Linked DNA regions of Mus musculus: regions 1 and 3 are each linked to region 2. The links are chromatin contacts, called in public promoter capture Hi-C maps. All regions are on one chromosome and are shown on one strand. Each heading gives the region's core, a stretch centred on a gene start, on an enhancer-like site or on the middle of the called end of the contact. The rest is flanking DNA. Distances are from core to core; before and after follow the strand shown.

The links. Promoter capture Hi-C pulls out the DNA fragments that hold promoters and counts their contacts. Capture Hi-C pulls out chosen DNA fragments and counts their contacts.
Region 1: a contact with region 2 is called in a promoter capture Hi-C map of liver, with 2.7 times the contacts expected there. The contact joins the promoter of Tst here to the promoter of Apol8 in region 2. A contact is called at or near these places in 2 of 39 promoter capture datasets (the C10 cell line and embryonic stem cells) and 2 of 9 other capture datasets (embryonic stem cells and liver).
Region 3: a contact with region 2 is called in a promoter capture Hi-C map of the 3T3-L1 cell line, with 4 times the contacts expected there. The contact joins the promoter of Mb here to the promoter of Apol8 in region 2. A contact is called at or near these places in 2 of 39 promoter capture datasets (both in the 3T3-L1 cell line).

What each region holds. Positions count from the first base shown.
Region 1 is chr15:78,404,599-78,407,940 of GRCm38.p6, reverse strand. It overlaps Tst (thiosulfate sulfurtransferase, mitochondrial), which reads left to right and starts at 2,076. Exons shown (of 2, transcript NM_009437.5): 1 at 2,076-2,702. The coding sequence starts at 2,108. Mpst (mercaptopyruvate sulfurtransferase) reads right to left here and starts at 1,229. Exons shown (of 3, transcript NM_001162493.1): 1 at 1,197-1,229.
Region 2 is chr15:77,753,684-77,756,704 of GRCm38.p6, reverse strand. Apol8 (apolipoprotein L 8) reads left to right here and starts at 1,432. Exons shown (of 4, transcript NM_001081970.2): 1 at 1,432-1,517.
Region 3 is chr15:77,020,985-77,024,187 of GRCm38.p6, reverse strand. Mb (myoglobin) reads left to right here and starts at 1,401. Exons shown (of 3, transcript NM_001164047.1): 1 at 1,401-1,699. The coding sequence starts at 1,605.

The DNA.
Region 1 (3,342 bases), core at 827-3,326, 650 kb before region 2:
AAGACCCCAGGCAGCAGAAAGAGAGTCAGAGAGGCTAGGCTATGAGTGCTCATGAGGGGAAGAGACCAGAAAGAGACTAGGTTTCTTTGTGCTTGAAGGGCCAGGATCCCAGGGGAGAGTAGCTCTCTGGAAGTCCATCAGGACATATAGGACAGGCCCAGGCCATCCTAAGTTAGTGTGAGCCTATATATCCCACCCATGGGGGGTGGGGGTTCGGGCACTGAAGAGCATCTCCCTAACTAGACCCTCCTGGTACCTTCTCTTCCCTACTGTCAAGCTCCAGGTGCAGAGTATGCTGGGAAAATGCTAGACAGTGAATTTTTGCAACACACTGTGACAGTATTTCAGGGTAGGATAGATGCTCAAAAAAACAGGGAGGGGAGTTCAAGAGAAAAGCATTCCAGGGGAACAGAATAGACTAGAGAGGGGGTGTACAGCTGGTTTGCAGGAGCCATGCTCTATTTCCAGATATCTTGCTTATTGGGATTTATATAAATTTACAATGAAGTGGTAAAAACTGAAGCCCAAGACGACAACGACGACTACTACTACTACTAAGCATAAGGCTTCAAGGATGGACAGGTAAACCGAGGCAGCTCCCACCACTTTGGGCTTCAGGTGAGAAATTAGTCCCTTTTCCACTACGTGCCTTGGCACCTCCTGGCTCTACCTGTTTCTCCTGTTGGGAGTTCAGCTCAATCCGGCAGGGTCGTGAAGGCACTCGGCAAGGCGGGCTTCATAAATGCTAGTTTTATTTTTATTCCGTTCTGTTACTTTCTCCTCTTGGGGCATGCTAGATCTCCTCACCACAGCTCCTCTGAATTGCTTTGTTTATTCTCTTGCTCCCCCCCCCCAACTTTCTCAGGAGGCATCAGGTCTTTCCAAACCCCATCCACTCACTGCTACCCACCTGTCTCTTATCCCACACCAACCCACAGACGGCCACAAGCAGCCACGGACAGTCTTCCTAAGGCAAATTAGAGGCGCCCTGGAAACTCTTCTCTCATAGACTGCATCCCCTCCTCCACTCCCGCGTGATACCACGCTATGCACCCCCGGAGAAGCACCCTCTCTCACAGAAAAGCAAGTAGGACGCGTTGGGTAGCAGATACCAGGGATTTGCGCTCCCCGTTTCCCAGCTCCGCCATGTCACCCCCTCCCCACGCCCTCAGAGGTTCCCTCCTTCCGCCACCAACCTGCGGCCAGCCAAAGGGAGGAGACTTGGGCACAGCCCACTGTTTGGGCCACTCCGAGACGTTGCACCTTCCATTTCCCGTACTGCGGGGGACGCAGGCGCCATGAAGCCGGGTTGCGCGCTGCCCCAGTGTCACCTCGAGCTTCAAATAGCCCCCTTTATGTATGAGAAGTATTATACGAGGAGGGGCAAACAAGACTCCCGTGCGAAGACGCAGAAGCTGTTCGGAATCCCGACTGTCTACGAGAGAGGTTTCTCTCCTCACCCCCATGGGAGGCGGTACAATGGTGCGGGCCACTTGAGAACCCTCCCGGCTCCTGGTTTGAACCCTCCAGCTTCTTCGGAGCGCAAGGGCGAGTGCCAGCCCAGCTACTTTTGCGACTGAGTGCAGCGAGCCGCCCAGGATGGAGCCGCTAGCTGGGTCCTGGCGAAAGCAGGGCAGAGTGCCTGGAGCCCTTTCACCGGAATTGGACATTCTAGAAGCCAGAGAACTCTGGCTGCAAGAAACGAAAGCAGAAGGGTAATCAGTGCGCCCGGAGAGGCGACTGGAAGGCCATCTCTGACTTGTGTTTGTTTTTCCCATTCTTGAAGACAGAGTCCTGAGCCAGCCCCTCCCACCAATTTGCTGCTATAGTAATGCACCGAAGCTCTTAGCCACGCCCACCTGCCCTCCTAGGCACCAGAAAGGGAGGGCGCCGGGGAAGTGGGAGGGGTGGAGCAGGCTTTCCCTAGGGAATGTGCCAACCTCTCCCACTGTGAGTCTGGCTCTGAGTGTAGTTACGATTGCACGCTGGGAAAATGTAGTGGGAGCAACAGCCCCGCCCCCTGGGCTCCGCCCACCGCACTCAGCCCTCTCAGGCCTGTCTCTTTCCTGGTTCCCAACCGCGCCAGGTGACTCGCAGAACTGACACTATGGTACATCAGGTGCTCTACCGGGCGCTGGTATCCACCAAGTGGCTGGCGGAATCCATTCGGTCTGGCCGCCTGGGGCCCAGCCTTCGGGTGCTGGACGCGTCTTGGTACTCACCCGGGACCCGCCAGGCACGCAAAGAGTACCAGGAGCGACACGTGCCTGGCGCGTCCTTCTTTGATATAGAGGAATGCCGGGACACGACTTCGCCTTATGAGATGATGCTGCCCAGTGAGGCCCACTTTGGGGACTATGTGGGCAACCTGGGCATAAGCAACGACACACATGTGGTGGTATACGATGGAGATGACCTGGGCAGCTTCTATGCACCCAGAGTCTGGTGGATGTTTCGTGTGTTTGGCCACCGCACAGTGTCAGTGCTCAATGGTGGCTTCCGGAACTGGCTGAAGGAGGGCCACCCGGTGACATCTGAGCCCTCGAGGCCAGAGCCAGCCGTTTTCAAAGCCACACTGAATCTCTCCCTGCTCAAGACCTATGAGCAGGTCCTAGAGAATCTCCAGTCTAAAAGGTTCCAGCTGGTGGACTCTCGGGCCCAAGGACGGTACCTGGGCACACAACCGGAGCCGGATATAGTAGGTAGGTGTTCCAGTGGCCCTTGGGAGGATTGCACAACAAAAGGATGGGGAATCAAAAAACCCCTGGATCCCTCAGGCCCTCTAGGTAGACTTGTCTTTCCATCTGTAAAATGGGAGGGTACGGCCAACCTTGAAGTCTTTTATAGCGCTCATACATGGGGGCCCTGTGTGCCATAGCCGGGTGCTAACAAGCTGCCCCTATTAGGTGACTGGGGTCCTGTCCATCCATGGTCCACTTCCAGGCACCAGCGCTCCCACATGCAGTAGATGTACGAAAAGGTGTTCTCTCCACAAGCAGTCATTTGTATGGCTGCACAGAGGTCTACAAATCTCTTCCCACTCTCTCCATCCCAGAAGCCCTTTCAAATATCAACAAGGCCCTTCTGAGCTCTTCTGGGACCCTGGCTAGTGTCTGTGAAAGGCACCTCAGTTCATAACCTCAGCAAGTGGCTGCGACCTGTCTGTTACAGCAGCTATCAGCCAGGGAAATGGACGGGATGAAATACCTGACTTAGATGAAGCACTGGGGGATTGTTACTTGGTCAGTTAAGTGGTAGAATCTGGATTTGAACCTGGTATCATTTTGTTTTAACCCAGGGTTCGAAATCCAGATATAAATCCATTCAGTCCCACCACCATTT
Region 2 (3,021 bases), core at 183-2,682:
GAATTTACCTGGTTCTGCACCTTGAAGTACTTTTGTTTGGCTGTTGAGTTAATATTAATATCAATCCTGGTATTGGTACCAGGTAAGGGGTGTGTGTGTGTGAAAACTTGATGGAAGGGAAATTATAGAAAAAAAATGATCCCAAAATTACCAGAAGCAAAAAGGGGGATTATGAGTGCCACATGTCAGAATGTTTATCTTAGTTTGAATCTTGGCTCTGCCTCCCTGGTTGTCTGACAGGGACTAAATCTGGCTCCTAAAGATGTGGACAGCCCAAAAGCTCTCATCCAATTGTCCTTTTGGGCATCACTCTGTTTCAGGGCCTATGGGGGGCGAGGAAACTGAGGGCCCAGTCAGTAGTGGGGTGATTTGCCAAGGGCAGACTAGTCAGCTGGATCACAGGCTCACATCTCCCCTGACTCCTGTTATCAGTATGTGAGGGATGAAGGCAGAAAGCAGGAGCTGTCCTGGGTGTCTGGATAGGCAAGGACACAAGGTGTGGGGACTAAGAGGGGCACATTGCCAAACACCATCCCCAGAGCAATACCAGCTCTGCAATCCTAAGATCACTGAGTAGACCATTGGGTGTGAGAGAGAGAGACTCTGAGTGTGCAGAAACGCACAGGCTAATTCCGTAGAAATTCTAGTCTCCCCATATAGCCAGGTCTGGCTCTAAACCTATCATCTTTTCATCTAAGCTTCTTCCTGAGTGCTGAGATTCTAGGTTTGTGCCACCAATGTGGCCTTTTAAGGTCCCACTTAGTGCTTCAGTCTCAGAGTAAATGGGCCAGCATGGGTCTCCACTCTGCCCACCAGGAACCTGTGTTTTCAACCGATGGATACATCACCTGTGCTGTTGACCCCCCCAAGGCCACTGCCCACCTGTGGGGTGGGGTTAGAGTCTCTACAGTGGGAGCCAGGTGCCACAGCCACTGTGGGAAGATGAAGGGGCAGAAAGAACAGGAGTGTCCCATTGTGGAGTGGGAAAGTCTCACTACAGGGTCAGCCACAGCAAAGACACGGAGGTGTCATGGTCACTGAGGCAGGATAGACTTGAAGGTGTATGTATGATAGAAGCAGGGGCTGGTTGGGAGGGGGGAGACTGCAGTGGGCTTGAGGCCTGGAGTGCTGACTAAAGGGGATTCAACTTGACCCTGAGAGATCATCAAGGACCCCTTAGAAGGAGCAAGGTGTCTTCCCTCCCTCCCTCCCTCCCTCCCTCCCTCCCTCCCTCCCTGCTCTGAGGATGCCCTGAAACCATCAGAAGGGATGGGGTTGGAGGGTTGCTTTGCGCAACTCTGCTCGGGTTCCAGCTGGGAAGAAGAGGGCTCCTATCAGGGCTGCACAGCCAGCCAGGAGCAGGGCAGGGCAGGGCAGGGCAGGGCAGGGCAGGGCAGGGCAGGCCTGGGCAGGGCAGGGCAGTCCTTCCCAGAACAGCCTTTCTGTAAACTGAGTCACAGCCCCCATCAAGAGGTCTACCATGCCCACATCAGCACCCAGCTGCAGCACAGGACCAGGTCAGTGCAAGGCTTTCCTGAGGGGCCAAAGAATGGAGACTGGGGACTTTTCCTTGCCTATGAACGTCTTTGCCTGGGGGTGGGGAGTGAGTAGTCACAAGTATGACAACAATAACAAAATGGAGAAGATTTTATCTGCTTATGAAAGGAAAGAATATTAATGAACCATCTGAGAAGATATTGAGACATGCTCCCCTTTGTTGCTCTTGCAGGTGGTAGGTGCCTTGACAGAGCTCCATAGAGGTGAGGGGAGCCAGGCAAGTCTTGGTTAAATTAACCCTGTGGTAGTTAACCCTATAATGGGTTGCTGGACCAAACTTTTCTCAGTGTACCTTGTGTGCATGCAGAGCTGGGCAGTATAAAAAATGACAGTGAAGACAGAAAAGGGACAGACACACGTGTAAAGGCCACTTCATCTCATCTGGTGAACTGGGGGACATTTGCAGGCCTCTTGCTGTTTCTGCCAGGCCTTTGTGTGCCTGGAAAATACCACCAGAAACAATTCTTACTGTGCCCTCACACACACCATCCCAGTGGGACAGAACTACTTTTAGCTTTCTGCCTACAAAGTAAGTTAGTTATTTTAAGGTTTTTTTTTTTGTATTTTTCTTTTTTCTTTTTCTTTTATTTGTTTTGTTTTTATTTTTTAGAAATAGAGTGTCACTGTGTAGCCCTGGCTGGCCAGGAATTTGATCTGTTGACCAGGCTGGCTTTAAATTTACAGAGATCCACTTGCCTCTGCTTCCAGAGTGCTGGCATAAAGACATGTGCCACCACAGCAGCCTAGACTTATTTTTCAAATGTGTGTGTGTGTGTGTGTGTGTGTGTGTGTGTGTGTAAGGCAGAGGACAACTTGCAGGAGTGAGCTCTGTCTTTCCATTATGAGGGTCTGGGATTGAACTCTGCCCATCAGCCTTAGCCACAAGCACCCTTACCTACTGTACCATTTTGCCAGACCTCTAGACAGATCTTGAAGAGGTAATCTGAAAGGCAGACAAAGTTCTATTAAAGGAGAATGTCCTTTGCACTACTGTCTACATAAAGGATTGGCTATGACGTGAGGTTCCATGGTTAGCGATGGCAGATGGGCAGCCCAGAGCAAGTACTGAAACAAAGGCAGGAAGTGGCAGGATTCTAAGCCCTGGTTAGATTCAGGACCCTGCAGAAGCAAGGAGAGAGAGAGAGAGAGAAAGAGAGAGAGAGAGAGAGAGAGAGAGAGAGAGAGAGAGAGAGAGAGAGAGAGAAAGAGAGAGAGAAAGCGAGCCCTGGGCAGTGGTGAACTTGTACCCTGAAGGGCACAGGCATTGCTGTGGATGGGAAGCTGCACACGGACAGGAGGATAGCCTGCTAGAGTTTAAGGGACCCAGGCTTAGTCAAGGGGCGGGGGAGGGACATGGCTCAGAATAGCCAGAGTTCACGTGCTGGTATGAAGACTGGGGATGCTAGCTAGCCTCGTGGTCTTCCCTCTACATTGAGATGGGGTCACCGTGTGGTGGATGCCTAA
Region 3 (3,203 bases), core at 152-2,651, 730 kb after region 2:
ATATACTATGAATGAAGCAGACCCTATTATCCCTCACAAGATACAAAATATTTTAAAATTTATTTTTATATGCACACGCGCGCGTGCACACACACACACACACACACACACACACACACACTCATGGAATTCAGAGGATGACAACTTTCAGGAATCAGCTTTCTTCTTCCACCACGTGGGTCTTGAGGATGAAACTCGGGCCTTTGGATTTGGAGGCCGCTGCCTTTACCCACTGAACCATCTCTGTAGCCCCCAAATGAGGTTTTCAAGAGCATGAACTATGAGTCCAGACTCACTAGAGTCAAACGCCATCTGTGTTATGTGTTATCATCCTGGGGACCATGTCAGTGTTTACCCTAAGGACTTCTCAGGGAATTTCGAGAACATGGCGCCGGGCGTGGTGGCGCACGCCTTTAATCCCAGCACTTGGGAGGCAGAGGCAGAGGCAGGTGGATTTCTGAGTTCGAGGCCAGCCTGGTCTACAAAGTGAGTTCCAGGACAGCCAGGGCTACACAGAGAAACCCTGTCTCGAAAAAACAAAACAAAACAAACAAAACAAAACAGAAACAAAAACAAAACAACAAAAAAATAACCAAAAAAAAAAAAAAAAGAACATGGCAAAGAGAAGAGGGTCTGTGCCTGGCAGAGTCCGGGAGTATTGGCTGCCATCACCCTGCTGGAAGTGCCACATGCTGCACCAAGGGAAGTGGTGGGGTAGGAGATCACAAGGAATGGGAGGAGCTGAGGGTTTCATGGAGCATGGGAGCACAACCTTGCAGAGAAAGCCAGGAGCAAGCTCAGAGCTGGGCATTCTTCAAGTCAGAGACTTGTCTTGGTTGGTTCAGCCACAAGCACAGACCTGTTGTGGCTCCTTTGTACCACTTTCAGCTGGGCTTAGGGCATCAGCAAAGTAAGAAGAGGGTGGCAAGATGGCTTAGTGGGTATGAAGACTTGTCACCACGGCTGAGGATCTGAGTAAGATTCCTGGGTCTTTTTGAAAGGAAAGAATCAATGCCTGAAAGTTGTCTTCTGACCTTTACAAACATGCTGTAGCGCACTCTCTTTCTCTCTCTCTCTCTCTCTCTCTCTCTCTCTCTCTCTCTCTCTCTCTCTCGTACATGTACATGCACACACACACGTATTAAATAAACAAAAGCAGTCAGAAAGTGAGAGGAGGAGACTTCTAGGGGTCAGCAAGATGCCTGTGCCCAAGCTTAGAAACATGACAAGTCCCTGTGGGGCAGCAGACAGGGGGAGAATTGGGTTTCAGCTGCTGGCAGTGGCTTCGGTGCCCTTTCTGTGGGCTTGTGCAAGTCCAGACAGTGACCTGGCTGCTTCCCCCTCCCCACCCCCTACTGCCCCAAGCTGTCCTAGCTCCCACAATGGCACTTGCCCCAAAATAGCTGCCCATGTGAGGGCCAGAGAAAGGCAGAGATTAGACCCCTGGAGGGTTGAGCACGGTAGCAGGAAGGGCATGTGGCACCCAGTGATCCTGGCCAGACTAGCATCTGGGAAGGTATAAAAGCCCTTCAGGACCAGGTGGCCTCAAATCTCAGCTGACAGCCAGCCCACACTCTCTCCTTTTGTCCTCTTTAGAAGCCACCATGGGGCTCAGTGATGGGGAGTGGCAGCTGGTGCTGAATGTCTGGGGGAAGGTGGAGGCCGACCTTGCTGGCCATGGACAGGAAGTCCTCATCGGGTAAGAGGAAGAGACCCTTATCTCAATACCTGTTTGCCAAGGTTCACCATATGGCGACAAGGTGGAAGCTGGCAGGGTAGACCAGTTGGCTGCAATGATGAGGTCAGATTTCACTTGCTTCTAAGTGCTGGAGACTGGAGTAGAGAAATAAAAAGGGGGATCTATCCATCTCCGCTGACGTCAGCAACCAAAGCAAGCTTGAGCATCAAACAGTCCACCAGATGAATCCTATTACGGCAGAGAGTCAGAATAATGAGGGCAGTGATAGATCTCGTCTACTAGTGTGGACTGAAAGCTTGGGTAATGTGGTTGCCTTCGGCTGCAAAGGATTCCTAGACATGCCCAGAAAAATTGCAGATTCTGAGCCTGGGCAAGGGGGTAGGGGTGGAGGGGTGGCGAGGCTCATACACAGGGCCTCACTGCTCACCCAGAGGCTGGAACTCTTCCCGGGGTCCTGGGCTTGGTTGCCTCAGAAGCCTGATGGGATATGCATGATTGATAATTCTTGGCTCTGGGGAGGAGATTGCTCTGTTGCTAGCAGCCCCTGCACTGTCTGTGAAGCTGTAGTCTGGAAATGAATTCCTTGCTATTTATGATCTAGGGTGAGTTCCCCTCCTGATCTTCACATTCTTGCATACTCCCTTAGTCTGTTTCTAACCCCTCTGCTTGGGAGCAAGGTCATCTAAGGCCAGAGCCCTTTAGGTAGCTGAGCTGGAAGGAGGCTCACCAGCTTCTGGAACACCTTGGTCTCTCAGCTTCTTCCTGCCTGTCTTTCTCCCCCCAATCCTTAAGTGCTGGGCCTACAAGCCATCTAACTGGACTAACTCCCACTCCAAATTAGCATAAATTCCTAGGCCACAGGTTTCCTATGTGACCTTGGACAAGTTGTCTCTCCTCTCTGGGCCCTATTTCTGCTTTGGACTGTTTGTCATGAGCTGAGACCACCTGTCCACTCTCGTGCCCTGAGATTTGGAGCCCGTACTCTCTTTTTGTTGTGGACAGCAGATTATTGAGGGCAAGACTGGTAGGACGGAGTCTTGCAAGCCTCCAAGGCTGCCAGGGCCTGGGCAGTGACTTGGGGCTTGAAGGAGACTCAGAGTATTGTGCCATTAGAGAGATACTCTTCCCTTCCCAGGGGAGTAATTGAGGCCTGCCAGAACCTGGTGCCAGGTGGGGCACAATGCCAAGGCTGCTGACCCTGGGAGGCCCAAGGGTCTAACACCCTATCATGTCTCAGGCTTGGGTCATGGCGCCACACCAGCTGCTCCAGCCCTCTCCACTGGGGGCACAGGGAAGTGGTCTTCCAGGGTGGCATGCCAACTCTCAGGGTAGCAAGTGTCCCATGGCACTAGGCTCCCAGCCAGTCCCAGACACCGACCCCAGCCTCACCCGCTGACCTCAGCAAGGTCATTTCTGCAAGTACCTTAGCAGAACTCTGAGGTCTGAGCTGGTAAGCACAGAATTCTAGAACGAGGAGCAAGCAAAAGATCTTTGCACTCCAGGT